Linked DNA regions of Mus musculus: regions 2 and 3 are each linked to region 1. The links are chromatin contacts, called in public Hi-C maps. All regions are on one chromosome and are shown on one strand. The core of a region is the stretch at or near the end of the contact, and the rest is flanking DNA. Distances in the headings are between cores, read along the strand shown. Region 1 holds the start of Ajap1 (adherens junction associated protein 1). Region 2 has its middle 14 kb from the start of Gm31180. Region 3 has its middle 130 kb from the start of Ajap1.

Region 1 (3,344 bases), core at 200-2,699:
CATAACCGCACTGGGCTTGAGTTCCTACTGGCCCGGAAGGTCCCGGACACAGACAAGCCCTGTGTGCCTGTGAGAGGTGCTTAGAGGCAGTTGCCTGTTGTCGCTTCCCCAGAATCCAAAAGCTCTCCAGACCCAGCTGTCTGCCAGCTGCGTGCGACCTTCTGCCCGGAGGTCACCCCAAAGCAGCTGGGTCGGCAGCTGTGCTCCTACTACACTTCAGTTCAGGGGCCCAGGGGCCCTAGGAACGGAGAGAAGGGCTGACGGAGCGGCTGTAGGGTTCTGGGCTTCTCCAACTCCACGGCAAAGCTGCTCGAGAACTGGGAGGGCCGGTGGCTCTCCCTGGCAGATCCAGCGTCAGCCCCGGCCCCCGAGTCCACCGCGCCCAATGGCCCGCAACTCGCGCCGGGCTCCGGAGAGGAGCCGCGCCGGGGCCGCCGGCCAGGACACTGCGCTGCTGGCGCCCTGGGCAGCGGGCGCGCCGGCCAGCCCCGCTGCCAGGTTACTGGGGCAAGCGCCCCTACCTCGACCCCACTCGACTCGCGGAGCGTAGGAGAACGGCCGCTCCCTGCCTCTCTCTGTCCGGCCTCAGGGACCAGCAGGCGGCCGCGCTCCGTGGCTTCGGGTGCACCACGCGGGCCGCCTCGGGGAGGCGAGAAGCCGTGCCTCGGTTTGCAACAGTGAGCAGCAGCCCAGCCTAGCGCCCACGCACCACCCCCCCATGCACCCTGCCTCCAGCCGGGTCGCTCACCTGAGTCCTAAAAGCTGTTGGATCCACATGGTCACGTTTCAGGGAACCCAGCCTCAGACCTTGCTTGCCCCAGCCATCTGCGCGGCGCCCGCGCCCGCTCGCTCCGGTCCCGTGGCGCCGCTCTTCGGCTTCGGGCCGCCGCCGCCACCCGCCGCCCGCCGCCCGCCGGCCGCGGGGCGCACAGCGAGTCAGAGCGCGGCCGCGCGGGGCTCCATGCCGGCCGGCGCGCCGCCGCCGAGGGGGCGCATGGCTCAGGCGGGCCGGCCCGCGGGGACGCACATCCTCCCGCCGGCTCTCGGGGCGCGGGGCCCCCACCGCAGGCCACACGGCGCGGGCGGCAGCGAGGCGGGCGCACTCCGGGTCTGTCGCCGGCCGCGAGGGTCCGAGGAGCGGGGCTTCGTCCTCCGGGGCGACGAGTAGCGAAGCGGGCGGCTCCGCAAGCCGTGCGAGGATCTAGCCTGCAGCCGGAGCTGCGAGGCTGTGATCGGTGTTGCCCGGGGGTTGAGAAGATCGCCCCTCTGGCCCACGCGGGTCGCCTCCACGCGCCGCCGGGTCGAGGGGCCTCTGTCCCAGGTTCTGACACCGATCAAGTTGCTGGAGAGCTCCGTCTAAGCGCTCGCTCTGCAGACAGCCGCGGCCCGGAGACTGCCAGAAGGCGGGCAGGGGAGGCGCGGGGCGAAGAAGCGTGGAGCGCGGGGCGTGGGGACGCGCGGCGGCGCCGCCGCGCGGAGGAGGCGCGCGGGGATCCCGGGCCCCGCCGCCCGCGCCCACCGCGCCCTCCGCAGAGCCGCCCGCGCCGCTCGGCCGCCTCCCTCTGCGCGTCTGCCTCCAGAAGCGCTTGCCCCCGCCTCCGCGAACGGGTCCCAACTCCGCCCGCCGGGCCCGGCTCACGTCACCCTCCTTCCCCGCCCCTCAACCTGGAGTCGGAGCCCCCAACCCGGCCGGTCGGCTTAGCTTGCCAGCCCACCTCGCTGGAGCTGGACTGGCGACCTGGGCTCTGAGTGGCCTGGGCGGCGCCAGAGAGAAGAACCGGGCCCACCCCTTCCCCATCCCTGGCCGCGTCCGGGTCTCCACCTTGGGAAAGGCTCGAAAGAGGCCGCAGGCTCCGATTGGACCGCCCGGCGCCGCCGGATGGTGTTGCCACGGTAACCAGATGGCATGCGAAGCAGTTAAGAGGTTCGGACCCTGTTCTAAGTACGCCCATTGAACGCAGAGGGCTGATTTGGGGAGAGGAGGTTCTCATGGGACTGGGGAGCTGAGGCTGTGCGAAAAGTTTCCTCCTGCGGAGCTGCACGGCGCAGGCGATGCGAGAGGCTGGGGAGGGTCCTCCTGGGGAGTCTCCCCACTGCCTGGGCCTGGCCTCTCTCCAGGCAGATGAAGTTTCAGCCTTTGGTTGGAGCATGCTTCTGCCCGGTTATTCAGTCTCCAGCGCAGTTCCCCCTCCTTCTTGGTTTTATGGCATCTGCTGTCTTCGCAGAGCCAGGGAGTTCTGAACCTGGCACTCCCAGACATCTTGCCCACTCTCCCACCCAGCACTCCCTGGTGCCTACCTGGTTAGTTGTGTCTGCATGTCCGGTTAGTGAAAGACAGGCTTTCTGTGGTCCCCTTTCACTGAAAGGAGTGACATAAAGGCAGAGGATCCCACGGAGGCCTTAGCTGCCTAGTCCCTGAGGAACTGTAGGAACAAAAGCCAGCTCTCAGCTCCACACATAGTGGGGAAGAAATGCAAAGCCAGGGGCCTTAGAAATGAGCTTCAGTCTGCGGTCTTCCTGCTTGGACTTTAGAGTCAGAGCCGGGAAGGTAAAGAGAGGCAACTGGGGACTTGCCAGGGTGCTGCAAGCAAGTGACTTCAGCCCAGCAGTTGCCCCCCTCAGGAGAGAGAGGGTGAGGCCTCCCTGGGAGGGTTGCTGGGGGGGGGGGAGGAGCCAGTCTTCCTGGGATTCACTGTGCACCCAGGCAGGTCCTTTTCCCTGAGCCTCCAGTCCAAGGTTTTTGGCAGCCAGAGATTCTCCCCACCCAGGCTGGACAGGACAACATGGTTCTGTTTTCCCTCTCAGGCCCTAAAGAAAGTATCTGGGAGCAAGGTAGCATGGTTGCAAGAGACTGAAGTTAGGTATGGGGTGCTACTGTCTTGGGGTCCTATGTCTATTACGCAACCTCTCCGACTCTTGGCTTTCTCATCTTACAAGACCCGTTTCCGGTGCTTTCCCTCAGGAGGTTTTAATTAGGACTAAATGAGTTGGCCCAGCGCACGTGCAGCTGCGACTAGCTGTGTGCCAGTCTGTCGTCCAGAGAGACACCCAGGTGACTCAGCGCTTTGAATGCCTGGTCACTTCTGGGTCCTCTTCCCGCAGAGCCCTGGTCCTGGGGGTTGGAGGGAGATGATCTTACAAAGTAAGGAGGCAGGGAAGTCCTAGCGGACGGAGCAAGCTGGACCCAGTTGCCAACCAGGAAGGAGATGCCTGCACTGCTGCCACCTAGCGGGAAAAGCTGGGGTGCTGCAAAAAGAGGGCCTTCCAGCAGCCTGTAGAGTCCTTAGGGAGACTTAGCCTGGGCAGCCAGGTGACTGGAGGTGGGGGTTCTGACCTGCTTTCTT
Region 2 (3,478 bases), core at 639-3,138, 120 kb after region 1:
ATAACAAGGAATATAAAACCAAAGAGTTACAGAGTGCAGAGGCTTGCCTCAAGTACCCAGAAAGTCTCTGTGCTGGCTAGAGTCAGCTGACACAAGCTGGGTTCATCTAGCAAGAGGGAATCTCAGCTGAGAGAATGCATCCAGCAGATTGGTCAGTGGGCAACGCCTACGGAGGGATTTCTTGATTAATGATAGATGTGGGAGGGTCCAGCCCACTGTGGACAGCCCCGGGCTGTGTAAAAAGGTTTATCTAAGCAAGCCACTAATGCAGCCAGTAAACTGTGTTCCCTCAGGGCCTCTGCTTCAAGTACTGCCTTGGGGTTCCTGCCCTGACTTTACTTCTTGGTGAGTTGCGGTATATAAGCCAAACAAACCGTTTGCTACCCGAGTTGCTTTATGGTATCTATCACAGAAATACGAGGCAAGCTGGAATGCTCCTCTGGTCAGGAGTCACGGGGTCACAGAGGATTGCTTCAAGGCTAGAGAAAGCTGCTAAATTCAGGCAATGTGTGTCAGGGTTTGCTCTTTCCAGGGAGCCTTGGTAGGTCACTGTACAAAGCTGGAAGTATGGAATCTAAGTTTCAGCAAAGACCTCATGATTTTAGAGGTGCCAGGATCACAGGACATACCCTGAGGGGAGGGGATCTGAAGGTACTGTGTAGAGTCTGACTAAGGCAGGTGCCTGCTCTGTAGAAGGAAGAGCTGTGGTACGCTGAGGATGACATCAGAAGCCGACAGAGCCTCATTCAGATCTGCAGAGGGAAAGCGGCCCTGCAGATCTCACGGTTTGGACCTGAGCCCCTGATTCTGTGAGAGGGTGATGGTTTATGTTTAAAAACCACTCGTTATGGATCTTTTCGTTACAGTAGACACAGGAAACCTCACAGCCTGTCTTCATCAGATGGCCAGGTCTATACAGGCAGGAACAAAGCCCTTGTCTGTCATCACTACCTGCAGCCCTGTATTGAGATCCATCAGGACTGGCCCAGTGGCCATGACGCAGGTTGAGTCTCAGGACTGAAGTCTGGCCAATGGCCTGAGGCTGGCAGGGGTTTCCTGAGGAAATTCTTTCCCCAACAAACACGCACCCTGCACTGGACCACCAGGATGAAGACTCTGATGCAAGTTGTGGTATTGTTGAATATGTGAGAGTCCCTCCACTGGGTCTGTGCAAAGGACCCTCTAAAGGGGTTGGGTAGAAGGGAGCCCAGGCCCTGCACCACCCAGCCTGGGGGCTTCATCTTGATGATTATTGTTGGATCTCAGGTATGCAAATCAATATGGGTTAGTCCTTTCTATGGGTTAGTCCTTTCACAGGGGTGCAAGCCCCTCCCCCATCCCCCCAGCTTCAGAGAACATAGTCACTCAGGACGAAAGTCCTGCCCTGTGCACATGCACTACACTGCACTCCCTTGCTGTCCCCTGGCAGCTCTGTGAGAGAGAAGGAAGGATAGAGGAGCTATCAACCTCTCCTGCTCTCTTCTTACCTCCAGGAAAGCTCTGAAGCTGAGTGTCCTACCTGCATGCACTTCACACCCCACAGGACCGGACCCCACAGGAGGGAGAGCATCGGGAGGCAGGTAAGGCTGAGCAGACAACAGCACAAGAGGCCAGGAGAAAAGGAGAGCTGAGGAACTCAGGGGTGGATAGGATAGGTGGGTAGGAGGTTTGCTCTGTGAGTCTCCAGCTAAGACCCCCATACGGCAGCCTCCAAGGGGTTGCTAAAAATAGCCCCTTCTCCCTCTTCACCCCTCAGACGTTCCAGCCAAGTGTGCACGTGAGTCTTCGTCTACGGCAGCTCTTTCTGAAGTGTTACCCTCCGTGTCCCCTGAACCTCCCTTGTTCAGCTGGAGCTAAGTCTCTTCAGAGCCTAGGAGCAATCGGTTGCCATAACAACCCCTCTCCCACTCCAGAACATTCCTGGACCTGCCTCCTTCGGCTGATGTTTCTCAGGGGACTTTGCAAAGTGCTTTCTGAGAAAGGAGAAAAGAAGGCAAAACCTCTTGTGCTCTGTCCTTGGGACGGTGAGAGCCAGGCCTACAGCCTGCCCTATCTGCCGACAGCTCTCTGGATCAACTCAGCCCCTCTCCTTGTGAGCCTGGGCTTGATTGCTTCGTGTTTCCAGACTCTGCTTAGCTGTGGGGCATTGTATGGGGGTTCTAGAAGATCAGGCTCTAGCCTGGTATTATTGTCCACTGGGAGACCAAGGCCCTGACAGACGGAGACATCTCAGATCATAAAACAATCTGGGTGCAAATCAGGACTCAGGTCTTAAGGCCATCCTCCTGCCTGGGTGGACACTTCTGCTGTGGATTACATGTAGTTTGAGCAGGTCCCCAAAGGTTCTTGTATTAGGATCCCAGTGTGGCAGTATTCGGAGGTGACACCTTGAGCAGACACAGCCTATGAGAAGCCTTACATCAGCTGAGGGTCCTATCAACAGAAGGGACTGTGTGACCGTGAGCATCACTCAAGAGTTTCCCTGGTCTCCTATGCTGGGTATGGATTCTTCTTGTCCCAACACTTCTGAGCTCTTGCCTAGGGTGTAGTCTGTCCTTCCCTCATGCCTCTGCTCTCTCCTTGGGGACAGTCTATTGTCACCCTACATTCTTACTATTATGATGTTCTCCACAGGGCCCCCAGAAGCACTGAAAGTTATTGTCGCTGCTGCAGCCTAATGGGATTTGAATCCCCAGCACACTGAGTTAAATAAACTCCTTTGCCTGCCTCAGAAATTTCATTACAGTCACTAACAGAACACCCTGATAGCTTGTGGGAGACCCACGCCACTTCTAAGCACTTGCTCGGGGGAGACTCAGAAACTCAGAGACTCCGGGGCTATTCTGTGAGCAGGGAACTCCCATGAGCCTCTGCTGTAAAGCTCAGGAAACAGTGGCGATCAAGCATCCCTTTTGTGGACTCTCAGAAAGAAGGTGGTTTGTTCTGGAAGATCCCATGGGCACCAAAATCTCTGTTGTCCAGGTTCCACTAAATGTCCAGCCTTTGTCTCACCTGTGGGTAAGGCCTGGCCAAGGCTGATACGCTTATTTTGGAATATTCAGTGGCCCTGCCGGTGCTTTATTCACAAGTCAATCCTGCCTTTTAAGCAGAGGCTGCTAACTGCCAATAGCTGAGATTTTTACAGCAAAGTCAAGTTGAAAGCTCTCCAGGCTCCTCAGAGAAAGCCGTGGCCCGAGGATCCACTTTGGAGCCGGCTCCTGCAGCAACGCCTTTGAAGCTGTAACTGCCACTTCAGGATTATCAGTGCTGTCCCCGGCCTCTCCAGCACAGTTCTATCACCTTGTTGTGTTAACATAAAAATTAAACACGAGAGATGAGTCTGCCGAACAGGTTTCATATACATAGATCAAATGGTGGCAGCCGGACTCGAGGAAGAGGAGCCAGCAGGAGTCAGCAGAGGCTTCTTCCAGGGTCTGGAGTAGACGGAGGATAGTCTGAGCAGGAACAGGCCAGCATC
Region 3 (3,671 bases), core at 1,122-3,621, 120 kb before region 1:
ATCGAGACGGCTGAAGGGTCCAGCCTCGTAGACTGAGCAGCTACGGGGATCTTAGCCTCTTCTGTGTGCAGACAGCCACCGTTGGACTACCTAGCCCTATTACATAAGCCAATCTGACAACCCCCCTTTGGGATGCGCTTTGAATCTATTGGCTCTGCTCCTCACTGGTGAAGGTGCCATCTTTGATCTCTATAGAGCAAGAGGGGGCAGAAGTGGAGATGGTCTGGGAAGGGCAGGGTTGAGCTAAGCTTGGAGTCCCCCCTTTATCTCCTTACCTGGTTGAGTCACCTTTGTCTTTCATTCTTTGGCCATAAGCCTCTGCACACACTGACCACAAACAGTGGCCACAGAAGACATGCCTGGGAAACACACCAGATTGCCATCTCCCACCCCATCAGGACCTGCGGGGTTCTCTCCTCCATCAGTTCTTCAGGCCGCATTGAGCTTGAGTTTAAAATTAGAAGACAGCAGGGCTCAGAGCTCCTTCCTGCCTCTTCCAGTACCAGATCCTGCCAAGCTGGTTTCCTGTGTCATTGCTTCCAGCATGAGATGTTCATTTGCTCTTTGAAAATAACATTTGGAGCCACTGAAACAAGTCTCTCTGGCTGAGATAAATCAAAGAGGGTACAACTCGAGCGCAGGGTTATACTTCATTTAGAGGAGACCTGCTCTCTTGGAAAGCACCCAAGACTTCCCAATTGAAATACAGCATCCCCCTTAATTTCATTCTTCAAGCCCCCTGCCCACTGTCAGTTTGATTTAAGTGGCAATTCAATCCCAAAGTGAGCCACAGCTTTCGATGGATCTCATGGTTTTTCATGGTTTCTCTGCATAATGTTCTCGAGTGTAAGGACTTGCGCTGAGAGATGCTGCTCTCATCTGCTGTTCATGCAAAATGTGAAGTATCAAAGCTCAGCGAGGGCCTGGGCTAGGGGATCGTGCATCTGCCTCCTTCATGGGTGCATCTCAGTGTGGTTTCCTCTCACCGGGAAGAACAGAGCCCAAACAGATGCCTGCAAAGATGTCTCATTAGGGTTTTTCCCCCATGGCCTGCAGATATACAACACAATGAATGGTCCCTTGATGACCTACCCAGAAAACCACCTTGCTGTATGGCTTATCAAGATGAAGGGAAGCTGGAGAGATGACTCAGTGAGTTAAAATGCTTGTTGTGCAAGCATGAAGACCCAAGTTCTGATCCTAGATCCACATAAAATTCTAGACGGAGACGTGGAGCTTACTAGGGCTTTCTGACTTCTAGTCTCATTCTGGATGCAATGAGATCCTACCTCAAGGGGATAATGTGGAAAATGACGGAGAAGGACATCTGATATCCTTCTTTGGTCTCTGTACACATTTATACAACACACACAGGCACACTCACACACACATTAACATACACAGACACACAGAGACAAACACACACACACACACACACACACACACACAGGAATAAGGACACACCTTATAGCCCTTGGTGCTCCTGCTGCCTCTGGTGATGGCAAGCCCTGAGACACCATCATTGGTATTCATAGTCAATGAGAGGTGGTTTGTGATCTAGGAAGATCTACTCTGAATCCATGACTCTCCAGGATCATTACTTAAACCTCATTGCCTTGTAGCATCTCAGAAGCTGTTGTTTACAGAGAACGGATCTCGGCAAACGATGCTCTGGGTGATTGTCTATAAACCTAGCAGCTGGTTATGCTTGCACTGGCTTCAAAAGGAAGTGTAAGCAAAGAGGCCCTCTTCAGCACCACGGAGAGCTCCAGGGACACCAGGGTTCTGGCCTTCAGGTGTGGAGACAATCTTGCTTTCCTGCACCCCGGTTTCTCCTTGTCTCTAGCCTCAGCACCTCCAGCCTCATTCTCAGAAATTCTGCACGGCTGAAGAAACAGCCTTGGAGGCCAGACATTCTGCTGTATCATTTCCACCAAGTTCAAGGTCGGAGAATTAGGAAACACTGGGTGAGTTTGAGGAGTGCCAGGAACTGGGTCAGGCCAGATGAGAGGGGCCCTCTCAAGTCAGACTCTGTTAACAATAGTGAGTGTGTGTGTGTGTGTGTGTGTGTGTGTGTGTGTGTGTGTGTGTGTGTGTAAAGGCTTGGAAGAGCCCACCACTCTCAGGCAAGCTGCCAAGCTGCTCTAACTGCACTACCAACCCCTTCCCCCAGACAGGAAGCAGAGGTCGGCCCACACTGATGAACAGCCAGGCAAGAGCCAGGTAGTGTGCTTGCTTTGGAACTCAAGCTGGAGGGAAAGCGGAAATAAAAACCACCCATACGCAAATAAAGGAAAAGACAACAAGGAGGCAGATGCCAGCGCCCGCAGCTGCTCTCTGCACTCTTCGCTCAGTGAGGAGCTGTGTTCAGCACCCCACCCTAGTTCCCAGCTTCCAATCAGCTTATGAGCCAGGCAGCTGCCTCGCTTCCATCCAGCAGCCTGAAACCATGACAATAACATTCGGAGGCGCCTTCAGCTTAAAGAATGATACTTTCCCTTTCAGTGTAGCAACATTGTTTCCCCTGAGTTAACAATAAGACCACCACCATCCTGTGTTTCCTGGTCCAGCACAGGCAGGCACAGGAGTCTCTTTCCTGGATTTCCCTGTCCTTATATCCCTCACTTTTTCTTAGAATAAATAGCAGGAAACATGAGACAGGTTTGGGAGCTGTGAATGTGTCTTTTCTGTCACCACTGTATTAGGGCTAAACTGGGAGTCCTGCAGATGCTGAAATCCTAACCCTGGTACCCAGAACATGAACTTATTTATAAGTCAGATTCTTACAGACAGAAGAGGAAATGGACTGTGCTGGAATATTGGCCTATGCGTGTTAAAAAGGGGGCCTTTGAGTATGGGTATGCATGCTGTCTATAGAGAGGGTTGATAGCACCAGGAACCAAGACTCGCAAAGGGGCTCAGACAGAGTCTCTCTCGCATAATCTGTGGGTTGATAGCACCAGGAACCAAGACTCACAAAGGGGCTCAGACAGAGTCTCCCTAGCATAATCTGTGGGAGGGAACCCAGTCCTGCAAACACCTGATCTCAGACTTCTGGTCTCTGGGAATGTGAGATAGTATGTCTGCCTTGTCTAGAAGGATCTAGAGTATAGCAGTGGCTACGGACGCCCTATAGAACTAATAAATACAGGTTCTAAGGCACAGCCGTGCAAGGGAGCACGTTAGTTACTCTTCTCAACACTGTGATAAAATAGTCAACAAAAGCAACGTAGAGAAGGAAAGGTTTATTTCACTCATGGTTTGAGGGTGCCATCCGTCACAAAAAGACACGGAGGCAGCTTGAGAAAGTTCCTATGCTCACAGTCAGGAAGTGGAGAAGTGAATAGTCGGCTCATTTTCTCCTTTTTAGTCAGCCTGAGACCCCAGGCCATGCGATGGAGCTGCCATGACTCTAGCCCCTGACCCCAAACTGTGCAGTGAAGCTGCCATACCCCCAGCCCATGCGATGGGGCTGCCCCTGACCCCAGTCCATGACCACAGCCCTTGTGATGAGGCTGCCCCTGACCCCCAGCCGCGCGATGGGCACACCCACATTCAGACCCTCCAACCTCGGTTAAACAGCGTCACAGACAGGCTACGTCTCCTCGGTGATCTAATGCTGAAGATGAAACATCGTGGGAACTCACAATGCTCTTGGGATGTTTGTACTG

The links. Hi-C and Micro-C count contacts between places; a contact is called where the count stands out from the background.
Region 2: a contact with region 1 is called in a Hi-C map of forebrain, with 4 times the contacts expected there. The contact joins the enhancer-like site here to the promoter of Ajap1 in region 1. A contact is called at or near these places in 1 of 39 promoter capture datasets (hippocampal neurons), 5 of 484 Hi-C or Micro-C datasets (cerebral cortex, cortical neurons, embryonic stem cells and 1 more), 3 of 115 datasets of contacts at active chromatin or transcription factors (embryonic stem cells and forebrain) and 3 of 9 other capture datasets (adipose tissue, liver and pancreatic islet).
Region 3: a contact with region 1 is called in a Hi-C map of cerebral cortex, with 2.7 times the contacts expected there. The contact joins the enhancer-like site here to the promoter of Ajap1 in region 1. A contact is called at or near these places in 1 of 39 promoter capture datasets (hippocampal neurons), 8 of 484 Hi-C or Micro-C datasets (cerebral cortex, embryonic stem cells, nephron progenitors and 2 more), 1 of 115 datasets of contacts at active chromatin or transcription factors (embryonic stem cells) and 2 of 9 other capture datasets (embryonic stem cells and liver).

Annotation. Positions count from the first base shown.
Region 1 is chr4:153,481,381-153,484,724 of GRCm38.p6, forward strand. It overlaps Ajap1 (adherens junction associated protein 1), which reads right to left and starts at 1,450. Exons shown (of 6, transcript NM_001099299.1): 1 at 749-1,450. The coding sequence starts at 777.
Region 2 is chr4:153,598,318-153,601,795 of GRCm38.p6, forward strand. No RefSeq gene overlaps it. Among named protein-coding and RNA genes, the nearest start is that of Gm31180, 14 kb to the left of the region's middle. Within about 2 kb of position 1,889, at least 21 of the 459 cell types and tissues checked have an H3K27ac peak or open chromatin away from gene starts, as enhancers often do. A contact at or near this core is called in cerebral cortex, cortical neurons, forebrain and 1 more, where this site is marked.
Region 3 is chr4:153,355,965-153,359,635 of GRCm38.p6, forward strand. No RefSeq gene overlaps it. Among named protein-coding and RNA genes, the nearest start is that of Ajap1, 130 kb to the right of the region's middle. Within about 2 kb of position 2,372, at least 30 of the 459 cell types and tissues checked have an H3K27ac peak or open chromatin away from gene starts, as enhancers often do. A contact at or near this core is called in cerebral cortex, where this site is marked.